2 separate regions of the Gossypium hirsutum genome follow, and region 2 is linked to region 1. A link is a contact called in public Hi-C data. All regions are on one chromosome and are shown on one strand. The core of a region is the stretch at or near the end of the contact, and the rest is flanking DNA. Distances in the headings are between cores, read along the strand shown.

Region 1 (5,050 bases), core at 1,750-4,249:
AAAATAAGTGAGAGAAATTCTATTCAAAGGAAAACTTAAAATAAAATAAACAATGGCTTGTTGGTGGGTACAGTGACGTCCCCTCTTTCTTTCCTTCTCTTCTCACTATTCTCCTGTTTGAAAAGATAAAATAAAATCCTAAAAATGAAAAAAATAAAATAAAGAAAGTTAAGTAAGATTTTAAAGATAGAATTAATTTAATCTTAATTCATCTTTTAGATAAAAATAAATATTTTTAAATTCTAAATGTTTTATACGTTTAACTTTTCTATCTCACGATAAATTCAATGTTTTTAACTTTGTATTTCAATTCTTCAAACATGTTTTGTACATATATAAAAACTAGTCAATAAAATACTAAATTAATAACAACTGTATCCAAAATTAATTAGAATAAATCACTAAAAATATGTTAATCAATCTTATTATCATTAATTTTCATATTGCATCAAAATAAATTTACTTACTAAAAGATATTTGTTCCTATTGTGTAATTTATTTTTTTCATCTTCTAAATATTATAAAGTTTTACACATAAGATGTTTATATTGTCTACATTTTTTTTTGAAAAATGTTTTAATTATTTTTTATTTTATCATATTTCATAGTTTGCCTGATTAAATATTATATTTTAATTTTAAATTCTCATTGTAATATTCTTGTTGTACTGATTGGGGTGAATTCAAGGATGTGGGCAAAGTCTTTAATTTTTTAAAATTTTATTATTTAACTAGTCATTATACGAGAAACACCTCATTAGTTATACTGTATGGTCATAAACAATTTTTTATTGTATAATTGGATAGGCGGTGGCTGTGGTATTTACGTTACTAAAATCATAATATAATAGTTTTATCTAAAAATAATAAAATATTATTTAGTTATTTTAGATATATATTAAATAAATAACATAAAATTTTAAAAAAAAATAGAATAAAAGGTGCCCATACTCGGAACAATTTGTTGTTTAAGGCGGTCGAATTGTGATCCCTACTTAACATTTTATGCCCACTAATTAGCTAAAATTTTATTACTTAAGAAGTTTCCAGTTTTATAATTCGCGGTTTTAAATTATACCTTCTTCTAATATCTATTTTATTTCTTTTTTTGTTTTTAATTTATTTAAAAAATAAAATGTATTAATAAAAACATAAAATGTAATATATTTTTATTATACGTCAATAATTTCAAATAAAATGGTAGTTCAGCTATTAAAGTAAAACAATAAATAAATATCAAGGGATAGATCTTTGTTTAGACTAAAATTCCCAACAGTCGTTAAACTGATAAACTTAAATTTAATAAAATACTTTTAATAGTATTTACATTTTTAAATAAAAGTAGGGACCAAATTTGTAATAAACAAAGAGTACAAAACTTAATGTCTTACTTTAAATTTTTTATTCGCTTTTCTATACGTTTCATTACTTTTTAGTAATTTAATTATAGGTAAATTACCTAGTTGGTCACCCAATTTTTAGGATACTTTTATTTTTGTCATTCAAAATAAATTTTTTGCAAATTGGTTACTCAATTTTTAGGGCGCTTTCATTGTAGTCACTCAAGTGTTAAATCTCTAGCAACAGTTAACTATATAAGCCGCATCATGTTTGCATTTTCTTTTTAGTCACCTAAATTTTAGATTATTTTCATTTTAATGACCCCAAAAAGTATATTTTTAATTATTGATTGGAATAAAAAAAATAAGGATTAAAGTGAAAAGCGGTAGGAACTAAAATAATACACAAAAATTGTCAAATTGTACTTGTTTATCCTATTATCGAAAATGCTAAATTTGGTTTTTGAAATATAAATTTTTAAATATTAAGATTCAAAATTATAGTAGTAAATCGGTTGACATTATCAATTGATAAAAAATTTAACAATTTTATTTAATTTATTTTGATGTTTTGAAATTATGTTAAAAAAACATCAATGAAAATTATTGACTTTAATAGTTGTATGTGAAACCCAATTTTATTTTGATTATATGATATTGAATCTTTCATACTAAGCTAAAAATAAAGAAAAATCCTTATAATTAATTAAATTAATAAATTTTATCTTCCATTCCAAATAAAACTCATACTTTCTTCATCACTTCTTTACTCACATGAAGAAGAAACAATTAATTTAATTAATTGCAAATATTTGTTCCTTTACTTTTAGCTTAGTATGAAAGATTCGAGACTATATAATCAAATTTTTTTTAAGTTTTGTAGACAATTATTAAATATGAATTATTTCATTAAGAATAATTTAGAACAAAAAATAAAATTTAAAAATTTAAAAAATAAAATTTTAAAATTTAAAAGAAGATTAAATTAATTAATTTTAATATTATAATACCAAATTGGTTGACATTCTTCTATGAACAAAAAAAATCAATAATTTATTCAATTTCTTTTGATATTTTGAAACTTAAAATTTCAATATTAAAATAAAATTTAGAATTTCAGCAATCGATAAACAAATATAATTTGACAGTTTTTATGTATTATTTTAGTTTTTATTACTTTTTCACTAAAATAGAAATGTAAACATGATATAATGTGTACATTAAACCACCTTTGGAGTTTTAATACTTTGAGTGATCAAAATGAAAGTTTTAGGTTTCTAAGAAGTTTACCCTTTATTTATATACCTTCGTGATTAAGTCTTAAATAAGCGCGGAAAATCAGGGTGGGGTGGGGGAATAAATAATAGCTGGGCAGGGGGGATTTACAGCACACCCGCAGTTTGGACTGAAAGCACCATTTGAGATGCGCGTGGGTCCCCTCTGCCCTAAAGTAACCCATCTTGGCCTCTGTGTGCAACCAAACCAAGCTCGAAAAAGAAACTATTAAAATATATCCAGCCGTTATAAAGAGGCGCGCGTTCACTTGCCACGTCAGCTTCCCGTTAACTTTACGACTCTCCGTTAGTTCTATGTTTCCGTCTTAATGTTCGTTTATTCTCTCCTAAATTTCGCTTCCATCTTCAACCATTTATTCTTCTTATTAATTGATGACATAAAAGGAAAAATATAATAAATGATTTTTTATAAAGCTAAGAAGAATTTTGCTTGAACTGTTGAACTAGACCCATTTTGTGTTTTACTCTCACTGTCACTCCAATTCTCACTCTCTTTTCACAATCACTTTGTGTGAGTAGTTTTTCCATCTCTACTTTCTCTTCATTACTAAACTTGATCAAAAGTCAAGGTTTTTTTCTTCCCCTTTGGGCGGCGGAGGGATTTTATTGAGTTTTAGTGATATCCTTTTGCTGGTTTGATCATTGAAGCTAATGAGATTTCAGTAATTGGTTTCTTTGTTACTACTCTGATCAGTGCTTGGCATGTGAAGTTGAATTGAATTCTCATCATCTTTATTTTCTCTGTTTGGTTTCTCGGAATCCTTTTAAGGAAAATAATAAAATAAAAGAATGTCGGTGCTGGAAACTTGTACTTTTCCATCTTTTTCATATAGATTTTCTTTTCCATTCATCTAGAAAACAATCGATCATATTAATGATTTGGTTTTGCTATATTTTGACTTTTTTTGGTAAAGTTTTGGACTTTATTTTTTTTTCACACTGCTTGATTAGAAAGACAGACAAGGAAAGAAACATGATCAGAATTCCCCAGTTTCTTTTATTAATTATTTAGTTTGCTAGTGTTGCTCTTTTGCTTGTGTTAATTTGGGTGTTAAACTCTCTCTTAGGGGTTGGATTTTAGGTCAAGTGGAAGAACTTTACAATGTTCACCCAAGGCCTTGACAAGGATGCGTTCAGATGGGTTCGTGCGGTGAGTCATTTCAGTTGTTTATCCCTATAATTTCATACATTTATGCATTTGTATAGGTATTTGCTGCAAACATTTGTTTATTTAAATATATAGATATTTCATTGATTCGTGAAGGTAATGTTTGAAGTAGTTTTTACGTATATAGTGTAGTCTGAGGTGTTGGTCGAGTCTGATCTTATTGTTTTAAACTTGTATTAGGGAGGTGCTGCCAAGAACAGAGATTTTTTCGGTGTGACCATGGCAGTAAAACAAGCACTTGACCCTATTACCAGTTTAAGAAATGCTGGATTACCTCCTTCTGCAAAATTTCGTAATGGACATTTATCCCAGAATATAATACCTGTTAGTGGCAATGATGATGGTTCAGAATCAGACATGGACATCTCATCTGATTCTGAAGAGCATGCCCATGACGGGCAGTACTCGTTCATTTCATCTCCACAAGATGATAAGGTGCATAATGTTGCAGCTGCTTCGATGCAGAAATCAGAGGCTCATGGTCATTATGGACCTCAGCTGAAACTAGGAAATGGTGCTCAGAGACCAGCTCAGGTCTGTGGTGGGAAGGCGGACACTGTAGATAAGCAATTTTCAGATTCTGCCTGTAGCACTGAAGTTTCGTATATGCAGTATAGAAGCAACAATGGTGGTGCACCTCCTGGGGAAGCATATAATTCAGATAGTTATTCTTCTACAGTTACTTCTAGGGTAGGCATTGAAATAGTATCTAAATAGTTTTGCATCTTTAAGTGAACTTCTGGATACAAAACCTTTACTTACCTCGCTAAGAATTTTGCTTTTACTCAAGCACTTTCTCCTTTAATGTTATTTCCTTTGGTAATTTGTTATTATTTTATTAAGTTGCTTTGATTGTGCCCCCTTAAGCATTAAAGTAGAAACCTGGGCACTTGGCAACACTTTTTGGTCATGCTTATACAAATTTAAGATGGTACCTTTTTTTATGTGCAAAGTACATTGGGTGATATCTCCATTGTCAATTGGTGAGCTACCAGGGTTTCACATCCTAAAATGTTTCCTTTTTAACTTTCTAATGGTTTGACCGGTTATGGGAATGGGACTGGAGATGTTGAAATGGCTTCATTTGGGGGTATTCTTTAACTTGATTGTAATATGAAATTATAAGATTGAAATGTGAAGACCGCTTTGATGGTCAACTTAAATTTATTGTTAGTCTAAAACATTATACTCTGTGTAGTACTCAGCTATCTACATCCATGTAGGTTTTTCATACTGGAGGAATGCAAA
Region 2 (5,050 bases), core at 905-3,404, 270 kb after region 1:
AAGACTTGAATATTTCATGATATCAATGGATTCAGGTACACTTTCAATCTAGTTTTGTTCTTGATGATCTGACATGACAGATTTTGGTTTACGTTCTAGGTTTATATAAGAGTTTTATGGCTTTAATAAGTGTCACATCTTTAAACTGTTGTATTTTTTAAGCTCAAGAACTAAAATGAATTTAGTTATCAAGTTCAAGTACCAAAGTGGATAAAAAAAAGTACAAGTACCAAAATGGACCTAGTTATCAAGTTCATGGGAAAAAAATTATATTATTCCTTATAAAAAATTAAAACTTTAATTAATTGTTTTAGTTTTTTTTAAAATTACATTATTTTTAGATGAATAGTTTTTATAGTTTGAATAATTGTTATAAGTACTTATTCGTAATTTATTATTCTTCCAATTTTTTGAACAAAAGTTAAAAATCTCATATTTCTAATTATTTATTATCATAACTAAAATTATAAAATATTTGCTTCAATTTATTTTGTAATTTTTCATCTGCTTGAAAACAAACCCAATGTCACTACATAAAGTTTGGACAGGTGTTTAAAGAGATCCATTTGGGATTGTTTCTAACTATATATATATATATATATATTATAGATTATAAATTTAATAAAGTTAACTTTTCGTATACCAAACAAATATTTTCAACATCTTTTAACAGATAATTTTATATATCCCATCAAGATATCAAAACAAGTTAAAATTTAAAAACAAAACGTAATAAAAGTATTAATGACTATTAAATATCAAATTAATAAATATTTAAATAATGTAAAAAATAAGCATATCAAACAAATTATTTTTTGGAATAGGTTTTCTTTTCTTAACAAGTAATTCAATACTTATAGGTGTTAAGGCCCCTTATATGTCTTACATCCACATTGGAAACAGGGTAATGATTAAGGAACGATTACAGGTACCTTAACATTCTTAGGTGTTGAAGTCAGTAAAAATTTTAAAACCCTATCCTTTGTTGTTTATGTGCTTTTGTAGCATTTTAACATTTAAACCAACTTTGACACTCATATGTGTCATAGTTTTTTTAAAACCCTACAAAACCAAATCTTAGACGAAAAATCTCAAAAATTTAAATAATTATCTACATCTATATAAGTCTTCTAGGCGTATTTAGAAACTATTACCTAATTTAATCTTTAAACAATGTTTTTAACTAAGAGGTGAAAATCTCGAAAATTTAAAGTGATCTTGTCACTTATAGATGTCAAGATCTTTTTGAAAATTCTAACGTAACCCTAACTGTAAAATTTATAGATATCTCATCCCACTTGTTTATTTGCATAGAAATCTAAAAATTCATCTTATATAAATATGTATATTCTATACTATCCTATGTAATTGAAAATCCTTATAAATGTTATAATGGTCGCCTCCTTATTAGGATTAGATAAAAGACATGTCGTTCACAATGCAACAACAATGGAGTGTTCTCTAGTGTCTTGGTGGTAGCACCATGAACAGCTTACAAATTCTTTAATTTGAAATATTCAAGGCTTTGAAAATGTGATTGAGAAGAAATTTGTTGATCTAAAAAAACATTTCTCATATTAACATCACCTTAATATAACATTAAAAAAAAGGTTGTATGATACTAACATGTTGCTTATTTCATAACTTCAATCATTAATGGAATTGAGATGATCCATGTACTTCGAAAAGTACATGAAAAAATAATATCTTGATAATATTAATGATGCCGATTAAAATTTAGATAATGATTAACTTGATCAATGACCAACAAATGATAATAAAAAACGTATGTTAAATATTAAAGAGTGAATAACCCAACAAATAAACACTAGAATAATTAGATAAAATTGTTTTAATTTTTTATTATATTCAAATTTAATTGTTATTAATTGTTTATTAAACTTTTTAGTATAATATTTTAAAATAAAAAACTTAATAGTAATGTAATTTAAAAAAATTAAGTTGTAATAAATTCGAATTTAAAAAATAATATTAACAATGTTAAGAGTAAGATCTAAGTTTTAAAATTTGGAAAATAGAAAACTAAAATCTTACAAATAAAAATATAAAGATTAAATTTTAATAAAAAATAGTAAAATGGTTGCATAACGTCGTCGTTTAATACGAGTGGACTACCGTTTGAAACGGCGGCCGGAGTAGGAAAAAGGCTTGTTTGTCACTGATTTTATTGAAACGAAAGGAACCCAAAACAAGCAAATGCCAGTTGCAATAACACCTGGCTATCGCTACTGCCACAAGCTCAACCACCGCCTCTCCGCCTCAATTTCCGCCCTCTCCACCGCCAAAAAACCAATGGTCACTACAGCCAGCAGCTCCGGCACCACCAGCAACGCAGGCGCCTTCACCACCATTAAAGAAACAGTAACATTCGAAAAAGAAATAAAAAAGAGCAAATTCATCGCCATTGCTGGTCCCATCTCTAACGAGCAGTCCGCTCACTCTTTCCTCAACCAATTCAAGGATCCGCGTGCCACTCACAATTGTTGGGCTTACAAGGTAATCTAATATGACGCCACGCTTTTCTATCATCTCATTCATCTTGCCTCATAATTGACCTATCAAAAGTTTAATAGGTTGGGGATCAGTATCGGTCGAATGATGACGGCGAACCTTCTGGAACGGCGGGGAAGCCGATTCATTCTGCAATTGTTTCTTCAGGTTTTGACAGAATCATGGTGGTCGTTATTAGGTATATTTATTTACTTTTGACATATATTGCCATGATCAAAATTGAAGGGACAAATAACATGAATCTTCAAATAAATTTCAGGTATTTTGGAGGAATTAAATTGGGAACGGGAGGACTTGTTAGGGCTTATGGTGGAGTGGCCTCGGAATGCTTGAGAAATGCTCCAACTTGTCTTGTAAAATCTAAAGTAAGAATGGAAATAATCTATGTATGACAATTTTAATTTTTAAATTTTATGATTTTAATATTTGGAAATGTTGATATTTAATTGGAATTTTGAAGGTTCCAATGGGAGTGGAAGTTCCTTTTGATCTTTTGGGAGTTCTATACCATCAAGTGAGCAATTTTTTCCCTGTTCAAATTAGTCCTTCTAGAGAGATTCACGAACTTGTAATTCAGATAGCTATAAATGAAAGTTAGGCCTTATGGTCTGTTTTGTTTTGTTAAAAAAAAAATTTGATATTTTATGGTTAGTGTTTAGTTCTGTTTGTTGTTTGCATATAATGTTTATAAATAAAAAGTAGAAAAATTTTATGCTTCTTTTATATAAATTTCTCTTAATGTGGTTTCTCATCCGATTATTGGCTTATAGCCGTCAGAATGTGTTGGTTATGTAATTTAGTTTCTGATCCGATTAGCATGATTGGAATGTGTGTGATTGTATAATTTAGTTTCTCATCCGTTTTCCACCATCGGAATGTGTGTGGTTGTAGTTTCTCATCTGATAATCACCATTAGGATGTTTATGAATAATGATTGTAACATCCTTGGATACCGCTTGCTTGTTTCTCTAGCGACATGTCCCTTTAGTAACAAGTCAATTTATTCATGTCTATTTGTAAGTGGTAGTTTCAGTTCATCTGAGTCATATTGTGACCTGGAATGAATCATTTTCTGGAACCAGCATGTTACAAAGTAGGTTGTAAACTAAGGATTACAGATGCTGTGATTTGGATCCCAGATTATGTGAATACCACCTCTTAAGGGTAATTGCATGAACAAACCGAGTTAAACTGTGGGTTCAAAAGAAGGGTTTCTCTTAATTAGGGATAAGATGATTTTAAACTATTTATTTAACAAATTTATTTAACTTTTGGGGATCAAAACAAGCTATATAATTTCCTCTCCCATTTTATGCTTTCTTTTTATTTGCTCTCGACTTTATATTTATATTTGGTTTTTAGGAATGTAGAGGTGATAACTAATTAATTTGGTGTATGTAAGTTGCATTATTGAAATTCTTCTAACATTTTGTTACTCTCGTTGTCTTTGCCCTAGAAAGGGGACCTTCAAAATGTATCACATGGTAATCTTGTTCTTCTTTGCTGCAGTTACAATCTTTCAAAGCTGAGGACATCAAACAGGATTATGATACAGGCAAAGATGGGACCACCATGGTTTCCTTCAAGGTTGAATTCGATCGAGCTGAGAAACTAAAAGAGGCTATCAAAGCCAACTGTAGTAGAGAACTCGAATTTTATAAGCATTGAAACTGACTTCACACTTCACCGTAAAGATAGATCCTGTCTACAAAATTTCCCAGCTTTGGTTCAACAGATTTAAGATTGGTATGTGCTGCAAATCTCCTTTCGGAAAATACATTTGTTCGTTGCCTCACATATCATACATAGTTTTTAAGTTATTGATGGTGACAATAATATCATGGGAACCTTTGTTTTATAGACTTGATTACTAAGTTTTAGTTTACATAGTGAGCTATTCATTTTTCGTGGAAATGCAACTATGAAATTGAGTAGAGGAAGCATAAAGTTTTATGTGAAGGGAGGCAGGGTGAAAGAAATAACTTTTTGGGACCAAAATAGATCTGTATATCTTGTTCTAACTACAACTTCAGATTAGTGAAATAGATATCATGCTTAACACATGCAAGTTGGATGCTTCCAATGGCGCAGGGGTAACGGGTACGAATCTGCCCTTTGGAGGGGAATAATAGCAGCAAACGGCTGCTAATACCTGTAGGCCGAGGCGATGATTAGTAGCAAATGCGAGAGGATAATCAGCGGACTGGGAGTGGACTGAGACTTGGCCCATACAACTATGAGGTTGATAAAGGAATAAATGGCGTAACCAGTAAACAATGAGCCGTTTAGAAAGAAAGGGGGGGGGTTGGGATATGGTTGTCCTTTGAAAAGATGCATCTCGATTAAAATTACAATTCAGTTCATATTATTATAAAATAAAATCTCCTTTTGATGACCCCATTGTTGAATTTATTTAATTGGATCAAAATCGAGAGAAGAATTATATCATGAATTGAACTTTTAGGATGCAAATAAAGTTTGAAGCCTGGCTAAAAAGGTGCAAGATTAAAAGGAAATC

Evidence for each region. Hi-C and Micro-C count contacts between places; a contact is called where the count stands out from the background.
Region 2: a Hi-C map of leaf shows a contact between it and region 1, with 6 times the contacts expected there. The contact joins the promoter of LOC107959188 here to the promoter of LOC107898672 in region 1. A contact is called at or near these places in 20 of 34 Hi-C or Micro-C datasets (anther, callus, fibers and 4 more).

What each region holds. Positions count from the first base shown.
Region 1 is chrA11:55,072,739-55,077,788 of Gossypium_hirsutum_v2.1, forward strand. LOC107898672 reads left to right here and starts at 3,000. Exons shown (of 23, transcript XM_041081984.1): 1 at 3,000-3,145; 2 at 3,702-3,784; 3 at 3,983-4,492; 4 at 5,026-5,050. The coding sequence starts at 3,737.
Region 2 is chrA11:55,339,291-55,344,340 of Gossypium_hirsutum_v2.1, forward strand. It overlaps LOC107959188 (IMPACT family member in pol 5'region), which reads left to right and starts at 2,155. Exons shown (of 6, transcript XR_005905207.1): 1 at 2,155-2,517; 2 at 2,595-2,710; 3 at 2,792-2,897; 4 at 2,993-3,046; 5 at 4,042-4,278; 6 at 4,624-4,927.